Regions from separate parts of the Sus scrofa genome. Here regions 1, 2 and 4 are each linked to region 3. Evidence: chromatin contacts called from public promoter capture Hi-C data. All regions are on one chromosome and are shown on one strand. The core of a region is the stretch at or near the end of the contact, and the rest is flanking DNA. Distances in the headings are between cores, read along the strand shown.

What was found. Promoter capture Hi-C pulls out the DNA fragments that hold promoters and counts their contacts.
Region 1: a promoter capture Hi-C map of fetal liver shows a contact between it and region 3, with 3 times the contacts expected there. The contact joins the promoter of TMBIM1 here to the promoter of TUBA4A in region 3. A contact is called at or near these places in 1 of 5 promoter capture datasets (fetal liver) and 1 of 2 datasets of contacts at active chromatin or transcription factors (alveolar macrophages).
Region 2: a contact with region 3 is called in a promoter capture Hi-C map of liver, with 3 times the contacts expected there. The contact joins the promoter of CTDSP1 here to the promoter of TUBA4A in region 3. A contact is called at or near these places in 1 of 5 promoter capture datasets (liver) and 2 of 2 datasets of contacts at active chromatin or transcription factors (alveolar macrophages and skeletal muscle).
Region 4: a promoter capture Hi-C map of fetal liver shows a contact between it and region 3, with 2.6 times the contacts expected there. The contact joins the promoter of ARPC2 here to the promoter of TUBA4A in region 3. A contact is called at or near these places in 1 of 5 promoter capture datasets (fetal liver) and 1 of 2 datasets of contacts at active chromatin or transcription factors (alveolar macrophages).

What each region holds. Positions count from the first base shown.
Region 1 is chr15:120,363,744-120,366,443 of Sscrofa11.1, reverse strand. It overlaps TMBIM1 (protein lifeguard 3), which reads left to right and starts at 1,389. Exons shown (of 12, transcript XM_021076202.1): 1 at 1,389-1,509. The region is part of intron 2 of PNKD (probable hydrolase PNKD); the gene reads right to left.
Region 2 is chr15:120,449,330-120,452,029 of Sscrofa11.1, reverse strand. It overlaps CTDSP1 (carboxy-terminal domain RNA polymerase II polypeptide A small phosphatase 1), which reads right to left and starts at 1,381. Exons shown (of 6, transcript XM_021076473.1): 1 at 968-1,381. The coding sequence starts at 1,034.
Region 3 is chr15:121,292,649-121,295,348 of Sscrofa11.1, reverse strand. TUBA4A (tubulin alpha-4A chain) reads left to right here and starts at 1,301. Exons shown (of 4, transcript XM_001928335.6): 1 at 1,301-1,436. The coding sequence starts at 1,434.
Region 4 is chr15:120,295,768-120,298,467 of Sscrofa11.1, reverse strand. ARPC2 (actin related protein 2/3 complex subunit 2) reads right to left here and starts at 1,346. Exons shown (of 11, transcript NM_001190239.1): 1 at 1,288-1,346; 2 at 993-1,074. The coding sequence starts at 1,066.

The DNA.
Region 1 (2,700 bases), core at 140-2,639, 930 kb after region 3:
GATAAGTGCACAGGCTCCTCCTTCTTGTCTTGGTCTGGAAAAGAACTGGACTGGCCCCTGGATATAATAATGTAAAGAAAAGTGCTTATTGGAGTTCCCATCGTGGTGCAGCGGAAAGGAATCTGACTAGGAACCATGAGGTTGTGGGTTTGATCCCTGGCTTCACTCAGTGGGTTAAGGATCCCGTGTTGCCATTAGCTGTGGTGTAGGTCACAGACAACAGCTCAGATCTGGCTTCAATTAGACCCCTAGACTGGGAACCTCCATATGCTGCAGGAGCAGCCCTAAAAAGGCAAAAGACAAAAAAAAAAAAAAAAAAAAAAGAAGAAAAAAGAAAAAGAGAAAGAAAGAAAGGAAAAGTGCTTACTGATGGGTTTGGAATCAGGAAATGCTCAGGTGGTCCTGGTTGTCTAGCTATGTTTTGTCAGGTCACCACCGACTGCCATTCAAAAAGAAAAAGTGTCAACAGGCTGTGAATGACATTTAGTGACAGTGTGATCTGTAGCTACCAGCCTGAGAAAAGCACCTTAAATAAAGCTGTTCATCTACTGGAAGCCTTGGCGTAATGGAAAAAAAACATGGACTTTGGAACTATGTAAACTCGGCAATGTTTCAAAACTTCCCAGAACTTACTTCCTTATCGGCAACATGGAACGACCAAGTACATCCTGCCATTAGTGGCTGGGAGGGTGGAGAAAGCTCCCAACCCAACGTTGTGCACTGAGAGAAGTTATCCACATCCCAGGATTTCTGACCCTAAATCACCTGCTTTCCTGGTTGAAGAAACTTCAGGCAGGCAATGCCATGGTTCCCAGGGCCAGAGAATCTAAGTTCCGTCCATCTCTACATTTGGACATTTGAAGTTTTTATACTTGAAAAGCACATTTGGCTTAAAAACATGAAATTGTCAACAATGTTCATCATGATTTATGTCTAATAATGAGAAAATGGGAAACAACTTAAATGTCCTTAAAAGTAGGAAACCGATTTTATAAATGGGCATAACTATGTGATAGAATACTTTGAGGCGTTAAAACTATGCTTCTGAAGAATACTTAGTGACAAGAAAAATGTTCATGATAAAATGTGAAATAAAAGATAAGCAACAAAGATTGTGCAATAGGACCCCACTCCAGAAAAACAAGTGATACACAGAGCTATATAAGCAAAGAAACACTAAAATGCAAGCGCTTGCCGCTGGCATTCAGGAGGAGTGGAACAAAATCAACTATACTTTAAGAAAATGCATTTTTGTGTTTTGAATTTCCAACAAGGATCATATGCTGCCTTAAAATGCGAAACCTCTAAAGTTCTTGCGGGGAGGAGCACGACCCGGGAGGACGCAGGCGGGACCCGGGGCGGACCCCAGCGCCCCCTGGCGGCACCCCGAGGCCACGCCCCAGGGGCCGGCGCGTCGGGGCGGGGCGCGGAGACCCAGCCCAGCCCAGGCCTGCGCGGGTGGTGCCGGACTCGCGACGCCGGGAGGTCGGGAACGCACAGTCGAGAGCGGTAGGCAAGCCAGGGGGCTCGGGACCGGCGGGAATGGGGCACCGCGGGCCGGCGGGGAGCGGGCCGGGGCTGAGGCGGCCCTGGGACGGGGCCCCAAACTTTCTCGGAGTGCGTGGAGGGCGGGAGTGGGGCTCTGTCGCCCTCACCTTTGGCGTTTCGATTTCCCTGTGCGTCCCGGGCGGGCGAGTGACGCCTGCTTAGCTTGGGGAGCCGAGCTGCGGGTTGTGCGCACAGGTGATCGTGGCCGGGGTCTGAGGGTGTCCTGTCCCCCGCTTCTTGGCGCGTGTCTATCGCAGGGCGTGGCCACCGCGCCAGCCCCAGGGTGGCCAGCTGTGCGCGGGATAAAGGCTCTCTGGGCCCTGGGCTGGTGAGAGGGGGAGGGGAGGCCGCCCAGGGCCCCTGCCCCGGCCTCTGCTTGGCTCTGCCCGCCCCCGGTGCCAGCTGTGGTGTCCACTGGTGACCGAGTATTTGAGTGCGTGGGGAACCGGGTGGAAGTGAAAGCCGTGAGCAGCCCACATCCTTGGCGTGAGGAAGACGCCACCTCTGTCAGGACGACTTTGCCTCAGCCGGCCCACTTCTAACCTCCGCCCCCAAGCTGGGTTCACAAAGTACTATCTTCCTCGTGGCCTCTTTGGGTTGGAGCAAAACAAACAGGAAAAGAGAGGGGAAAACGGTGGAGCCAGGGGACAGTGGCAGGAAAAGTAGAGGAGGGCTGCTGGGAAGCTGGGCCCCAATCTTGTGGGTTCTGCACCAGCTTCTGTTCTCTGGGGCACCATCCCCTCTCCGGCCAGGGTGGCCTCTGTGTGGTATCCAGGGATTGGAGTTCCTCCTGAGAAACCTGGACATGGGATGGGGAGGGATGGGTAGCCTGGGAACCAGGGTCAGAGCCAGATGTCATGGAAGGTCCCTGGGGTGTCCAGTTCTCGGGGCTCTGAAATATTCATCTCACTGGTGAGCTTTGGTTTCAGTGCTGGCGCCTTTGGCTTGGCCAGTGGTGGCAGGAGAGCCAGGCCCTTCCTTGAGGCTAATATGTCTGAGGCAAGGGGGCAGCCATACTTCCTCCTCACCTGCCTGCTCTCTTGGTCTCTCCAACCATGAGGACCCAGAGACCCGGTTTATAACTTAGAAAGAAGTAGTGGGACCACACAGGGTCAAGGGCCCTGACTTCCTGCCTTCTTGTGCTATGACCTC
Region 2 (2,700 bases), core at 132-2,631, 840 kb after region 3:
TCTCCGCCTCTGGAGGTCCAAAGTCCTCTCTGAGGCTGGGCCCAGAGGCAGGGAGCAGGGGCCTGGGCCAGTGTCCTGCGGTCATCTGCTGGCCCCGCCTCCTCCACCCCCGCACGGACCTCCAACCATGATCCGCCCACCCTCCAAGCGCCCCTCCACCCGGGCCCCCTGCCCCTGAGGGGTGCGAGGCCCCCCAGAGGTGGCAGGATCTTCCTAGCCTCTGAAGTCATCACCCGGACAGGGAGGAGCAGACCCCTCAGCTCAGACCCGTCAGCCCTGGGAAGCCCGGCCGAGATGGGCGGCTTCCCGGGTCGGTAGTGTGGGCATAGGCCTGGCGCCCACCGGCCTGAAGCCGGGGCACCGCGTGCACTGTCACGACGCTCGGGTCTCCCGGCGGGCGCGCTGGGGACCCTTAGAAGTGGTTACCCCTCTCTGGAGCCTCTGAGAGGCTCGGCGCCTCCACGCGGGGCGCGCAAGTTTGTGGGGAACGTGGCTGTGTGTTGGCGGGAGATGCAACCCACCCCAGTCCGCTGTCACCTCCGCGCCCCCTCCCGCCACCCGACTAGACCGCGGCCCAGAGGGGGCGGAGTCTCAGCTGGTGGCCTGAAGGCGCCCTCTTTTACCCCCCCCATCTCCCAGTCCCATTGGCGCCAACGCGGGGGTGGGGGGGGGGCGACTCTCCGGCACGGTGCACAGCCAGTCTAGGAGACCCGGAGGGCTCCCCTTCTCTACCCCTTCCTCAGTTTCCCCGACTAGAACAGACAGGAGTGCCCCAAAGGCGCCAGGCCCCGCCCCGCGCCTCAGAGCCTCCGCAAGTTCAAACACTCATCCCGCTCCCCCTCGGGTTGGAAGCTTCGGCCCCCGCCGAGGCGGGCGGCCGGGGTGGCGGTGGCGGCTGCCCGGGAAGGTCCCGGGCCCCTCCTTCCTGCGGTGCCCGGGCTGCAGCCCCCTCCGCGCGCCCCAGTACCTTTGCCCCGTAGCGGACTCCGCGCTTCCTCCTTGGTGATCTGAGTAATGACGGCCGAGCTGTCCATGGGGCCGGGCGCGCTCCGCTCCGGCCGGACTCTGGCCCGGGCGCCCGGCCTCCCCCCCGGCTCGGGCCGGAATCGGGGCGCGGGGGGGAGGGGAGGGGTGGGAGGGAGGGATCCCCGCGAGCTTCGGAGGGGAGGGGAGCCAGGTTCTAAGGGGGAGGGGGAGGGAGGGGGCGCGGAGGAAACTTTGTTACAACATGGAGTTTCCTCCCCGCGAGGCGGATGCAAACATGGAACCCGGGCGCCGTTTCAAGGCTCCCCCTTAAAAGGGCAACGGCTTCGGCGTGACCTGGACTCTGCTCGGGCTTTCAACACTTCAGGGGCCGGCGCGGCTCCGCGGGCTGGGAGGCGGGCCCGGCCGGGTTCCTGCCGCGCTCCAGGGGGCGTCGCCTCCCTTCCTGCCTCCCGCCCGCCCGCGGGGCCAAGCCTCTGCGGCTGCGTGGCAGGACCGGCAGCCGGCCCACAGTTCCCCGACTCTTGGCTGCCGGGGGCCAGGCCCCGCCCCCGCCCTGCCCTACCCTACCCTAGCCTACCCAATCGCCCACGCCCAGGAGTGCCCTAGGGCGGTGCGGCTCCTCCCCTGCACTCTCCGAGGGTCGCGGGCTGACAGCTTCTCGGTTTCCTCTTCTGGGAAATGGGAATTACACCATCTGGTCTATAAAGTGGGTCTTCTCTCCGACGGTCGTAAGGCTTATTTCGCAGGGATGTCGTGAGCGTGTAAAGGCTCTTTGCTACCTTCAGACGGCTGTGCAGATCCACACAGTTAAGCTCTTAACTGGGCTGTGACCGCGACTCACCGCAGTCTCTGGCTCCTTCCCCTAAACCCAGAGCTGTAGGGCGTGAAAATGCCAACTGCCTGCCCCGGGATTCCCTCAGCCGCCCCGCCACGTCCACTCCCCGTGCGCACTCCAGCTACCTGACTTTCCCGCCCGGAGCCAAGCGCCTCCACGCGCTTCAGGGCCTTTGTGCGTGCTGTTCCCTCTACGTGAAATGCACTTCCTCCCTCTCCGCATAGCCAAATCCCACGGACCTCGAAGAGGAAATGACACTCTCTCCAAGAGGCCTTCCTAGGTCCTCTACTCCCCAGCCGGCCACTCTGTGACTATTGAGGAAGGGGAAAATCGGACGGCGGCCCCCACGCATTGGTCAACCGTGGACTCAAGCCCTGCAGGCTCAATGCCTGACTATGGGCATCACAGTCATCAATTGTTTGGAGGACCTTGAACACACGTTCCGCCTGGGTCTGTGCAGACAGACCGGCAGGCGCGGGGCCAGCGTTTCCACGCAGATTCTTTACAAAGGAAACTCCCGTGTGGTGCGTGGTTAGGTCTGAGGGTGGTCTATCTTCTTTCTTTCTTTCTTTCTTTCTTTCTTTCTTTCTTTCTTTCTTTCTTTCTTTCTTTCTTTCTTTCTTTCTTTCTTTCTTTCTTTTTCTTTCTTTCTTTCTTTTCTTGTTTATTAAGATCCTTGCATTTGTCGTTATTACTTTTTGTTCACATTTTAAAAATACTAATATCGCCAAGCCTTGACAAACACGCCTCAGCACTTCCTTCCCCCGCGGGCCGCGGGGCGGGGCGGGGCAGGGCGGGCGCGTCCTGTCCCGTCCGGCCGCGGGGTGCGAGCGCGGCGCACGTCCTCCAGGCCCGGAGAAGGGGGGTGCGGAGGGGGC
Region 3 (2,700 bases), core at 52-2,551:
TCTACTGGGAAAAAAGACTTTGTCATCTTTCATTGCATCCCTTGCTACACCTTGCCTAAATAAGGTGTCAGTCAGCTATTTTGTTGGTAGAAAGTTGCCGTTGTTAGTTATTTTATCCTACTATGCTGTATACTCACCAGCCCTGGCCCTAAGAAACACTGTGATAGGAGAAGCAAGTGAGTCTTTTTCAAGTGACTAGTCTTGGAGACAGGTTTCTTAAGGATGTGCCAGTAGGCATATAGGGCACTTCTGATGACTTTCCCAGTGAAAGGAGACAGCTAGGAAATGTAAGGCACACAAAGGAAAGCAGACATAGATTGAAAAGTCCATTCCTGCAAGAAACAGAAATGAAACATAAAAAGAGGGAAGAGCTTCAGTGAAGACGTCCACCTGAGCGATGAGGGTGTTGAGATGCAAGTCACAAATCCTGCCCATGGTTTAGGGACAGAAGAGGATGGTAAAATCAAAATCAACCATAATGTCAGAATCTCCATTTTCTTTTTTTCCTCCTCAGAGTCAACAAACATTGTGCTATCTCACGACAACGCGTTCTGGGCGGAATCTTGTCTCCTCTTCACCGGTGAAGATGCCAAGGACTCGGTGAGGTTAAGTCACTTGCCCAAGGTCATATAGGGCTCCAGCAGGAAAGCGGGCAGGTGGCCATGGCGAGGCCCAGCTAATAGTGACGGCTCTGATGACGGGACCTCTGACTCGCTGGCAGTCGGCTAGCACTGGCAGATTCTGGGGGTCGGCCCTCGCTGACAGATTGTGGGGTCGGCTCTGCGGAGCAGCCGGAAGGATCGGCAACCTGGGGCTCAGGCTGTGCAGCTCCGGGTCCTCAGCCGCCCACAGGCATCGGCGAAGGCCAGCGGTCCCCGCCGGGGACCATCAGGCCGCGTGCGGCTACAGAGGGATCCTGGGGGACGGGCCAAAGCCAGGCAGTCGGCCGGAGCCTCCAGGGAGGCGGGGCGGGGAGGGCACTGGCGAAGGCTGGGTGCAGCCACTTTGGAAAAACAGCCTCTACGGCACCCGGCCTAAGTCAGAACACCTGAGCGACAGACGCCCGCATGATGCAGGTGCAGGCGAGACACGCCCTGGCACCGCGCCCAGCGTCCCAACCGCGGAGCTTGGGAGCTCGGAGTGTCGGCTCAAAACTAGGAGGGAAGGGTTAAAGCCCGGGTCGCTACTCCTAACCCACGTCCGACAGGTGAGCAACGCGGGCACGCTGAGGGGAGGGGACTCGCCGGGGCCCAACCCCTCACGGCCGCCTACCCTCCGGGGGCGGGGCCTCTGGGCCGCCCAGCTATTAGTGGGCGGTCGGAGCGCGCGGGCCCGCCCCCCGCGTATAAGAGCGGTGCGGCACTGCAGCTAGCGCAGTTCTCACTGAGACCCGTCACCCGGACTCTACGTGAGACCCACCGCCCGGACTCACCATGGTGAGTGCGGCCCCGCCAGCATCGTGCCTGTCCCACAAGTGTCCCCTCTCTTTCGGGGACCCTCCCTCCCGGGATGCTCGGGGCCCTCCATTAGGAGTTCTAGGTCTTGCGGAGGTTTTTTTTCTGGGGGGGGGTGCATTCTTTCCACCCCACCCCCTCCCCGTGACTTTGGGTGGGCAGCGTTGTCCACTTTCGGAGCCTGGGGAAGGAGGTGGAGTGGGGTGGGATTCTTCACTAGCAAATAGGAGTCCTCTGGAATCTCCTTCTGCTCTGCAAGCATTTGTGCCCTAACCCTCCTGGGGGGAGTCACGAGGTCCCGCGCCCAGTCCTTTCTGCCGGCGAGGGAGACCCGTTCGGCTGCCCTCGGCTCCTAGCCTCCCACTCACTCCCTAGTCCCTGGAACTAACCCAACACGTGCTCGGGGCAAGAAAGTGGAAAGGGGTCAGATTACCTGGTCCACCATCACCTTTTCCTCCGACTACGTGAGCATCCCTCCTACCCTCATGCCTCCCACCCGTGACTCAGCACCCCTCTTCTGAGCCTAGAGGGGTGGCAAGAATGGGGTTCGGCCTCGTGAGGCGAGCCGGACTCTCTCCAACAGGAGTCCGGGTGCGCGGACGGGCAGAGACAGCTGGCGCTGAGCGAGAGCACGGGCCGGGGCCAGGTTGGGGGGAGGGGAAAGAGGTGTGTGTAGGGGGTGGTATTTATAGCCCAGGGATGGGGGCCGAAATCCAATCCTCGCTTTCCGCTGGGATGTAACTTGGAAAGAATCTTAAAGGAGTACGAATGCAGGGCCGGAGTGCAGGATGGCGCTCACCCTGTCCAGGGCCAGGCGGGTTACCTCTGAGGCCTCACCGCAGGTTCCGCTTCCTCTTCTGGGTATTTGGAAACCGTCACCCCGCCATTTCGGTGTTGAAAAGGGAGGCTGCGCCGGCCCTGCAGCTGCACCGCTTTGGTTCTTCAGAGGTTAATTTCAGACTGGCAGGGATGAGCCTAGGGCAGCGAGGGCCCCAGTGCCCACAACCCTTATTGCGGGTGCCTGCCGTTTTTTGCTCTCTGCAATTTCAGTGCCTGCTCCGCAATGGATGAAGGTGGTGAAGATACCCAGAGTGTGGGGGTGGAGGTGGGGAGAGCAGCCAGATGGGATTGATCCCAGAGCCAGATAGGATTTAAAGTGGAGGAGGGCATCCTGATGGCTCATGTGGTCAGTTGATGCCAGACTGGAAGGCTGAGACACCCCTGCAGCCCGCAAGAATGAAAGGGG
Region 4 (2,700 bases), core at 97-2,596, 1.0 Mb after region 3:
ATCCAAAATTAGGAGCTAAAACCAATTCCTTGGTTCATGTTTTAAATATTGTATCAGACAAGCGAACAACTTGGGGGGAGGTCGTCTTTCTACTGGTTCTGCGTTTGACAGAGACGGCTGCCTTAGAAACATCTCCTAAAGCCCATTTTTAAAAGGGCCAATGGTTAAAAACAGGTTTATCTAAGAACGTTACAGGCTCTGAAGGCATTTCAGTGTGTTATCTGGGCCAGAATTACTACAGAAGAAATCACAGGCCAGGGGTATGATACAAGAACTTAAAAAGATAAACAACCAGATAGAGGATACTGGGTGGAGAAAGGAGAATAGAACCTCAGAGGAGTGATAAGGAAGGGGTGTGGATGGGGGGGGTATTAACTTTGCTTGCGAAATGTGACAAAATAGGCAGTGTCTGTTACAGAAGGGTTCGGTGAAGGAAAACTAGAGAGATCGGGTTTTCCGGCTGCAAGACTGGGCCTGCCTTCAGCTTTCCCTCTGGCTCCTTTAGACGAGGAGGTGGGGGTGGGGAGCGAGAAGGCTGGTGGTGATCTGCGCCTCTTCTGGGTACATCTTCTTCACTCTTCCAGTCCTGGGAATCCCTGAAAACTCCTTCCAACCCAATCCCCAATGGGCTCTCTCCGGGTTCTGAACAATGACGGGAGAATACGGTGGGAAGCGGTCCCCTGCTCGCTCCAGAGGGCAATGGGATCCTCCAGCGAGAGTTCCGGTCCAAGCTACCCTCACGTCCCACAGGTCTCTTTGGCACGCGCACTCCTGTCCACTCACTGCTTCCGCATCCTTCCTCTGAGCCTCTCCCCACGCATCTCTGCCCCTCACCCCGCCGCGCCCAACCACCTCCCATGTCTACCCCGCCGGGGCAGTCCCTGCACCCGGCCAGGTCTCCCACCTCCCTACTCCACGTATGACGGTCTGAACGATTGGCAGGGGTCAACTTTGCCTCCCCCGCCACCCACCGGCCCTAGGCGCGCGCTCACCCGGCGGCCGCGTTCTCGAACTTGAGCGCGAGCGTCTCCTCGATGATGCGGTTGTTCACCTCCAGCAGGATCATGGCGGCGGCTGCCCCGGACAGGGGAAGGAGAAACAAGGGCGGGTGAGGGTGGGTAAGGGAGGAAAGGACGGAGGGAGCGGCCCTGCTGCCCCCTGAGGAGGGGGGCTGGGTGGGGAAGGTTAGGGGAGAAGGGGAAAGGGACCAGGGTGGGGGAAAGGGGAAGACGCGCGTGCTAGCCCGCGCACGCACTGACTGTGGAGACACCCACCCACCCGACCGACCTGGCCCCCGAAGCCTGAACCCGCCTGCCGAGCCGCCGCCGCCGCCGCCGCCGCCGCCGCTGCCGCCTCACCGACAAGCTCGGTCCCCGCCCAGCCCCCGGCTCCAGCCGGCCACTTCCGCTCTCACACCCACTTCCGCTCGCCGCCCGGACGCGCGGCCCCGAGGCCCCGCGGCGCCATTTCCGCTCCGACCCCTCGTGCGCGCGCACGCAGGCGCACCAGGTGAAGGGGCGGAGGCCGCGCGTGCGCACGCGCGATGCCGCGACTCTCCACTTTCCCACAGCCCCGCCCTCGGCCCGCTGTTGAAAGTGTGTCTCCCGGCTAGCTGTCATTCCTCGAGGCCTGCCTCGCGGTCCAGCGCTTGCATCCTGCACTCCCGAAGAGTTTACTTCTACGCACGAGGTCCTGTTATTTCTGACAAGAAGCTCACTGTTTTCATTTCCTAGTCGGCGTCTTTACTCTCACTTTGTGGTCGGTGTGATCCTTCCTCATGCCACACTAATGGCTGTCCAGTGGCACCATCGTGCCTTAATTTGCTCAGCAAATGTTAAGTGGGCTCCTGTTCTGTGCTGGGGATACAGTGACGCCTGAAACAGATGAGGTTCCGCCCTCGTGGAGCTTATAGTCTGGCAAAGGAAACAGACAACAAACTTTCAGATATGTAACTACAAATCGGTTAAAAGAGCAAAGAAGGAAAGGAATGAGACGTCACCAAAGTGAATAAGCCTCCCTGGGTTCCTCTCTTGTCTCCCTTTCTGTGCCTGGAGATGCCTCTAGGTGCCCCAAACGTGATTTTTTTCTGCCTTACCTCCCAGCACCTCTGCCAGAGACATAATTTTTTACTCATCTGTGTGAGGAAAATGAACTCATTTTTGTGTTGCGTCTGCCTGTGTGCCTGGTTTTGTACTTTTCCTTCTCCAGGGAGAATCTAACAAATTTAGCTGAGCTCTTTTTAGGAGTATTGATTTATTTTCTGCTAAGTGTTCTTAAGAAAGTATCAGGGAGGCAAAAATTGACAAAAACTAGCTCTTGTCATCAGGCCCAGACAGCTCTTCAAAATGAATTTATTTACTGGACATGGATAAACTTCAAGACATTGCAAATACCCCCAAATTATTTGCTAACTCTCTTTTTTTCTGTTTAGGGGTGCTCCTGCTTTCTTTTCCAATTCAGAAGACTCAAGTCATATTTTCCATCCACTTAGTAGAGACCTTCTATAGAGCTTCCTTTCTGCTTTCCTTCATTCCTCTTTTTCTTCTTCTTTTTTCTTTCTTTCTTTCTTTTTTTTCTTGATTTTTAGGGCCACACCTGCTGCTTATGGAGGTTCCCAGGCTAGGGGTCCAATCGGAGCTACAGCCGCCCTCCTACGCCATGGGCATAGCAACTCAGGATTCAAGAGCAGTGTCTGTGACC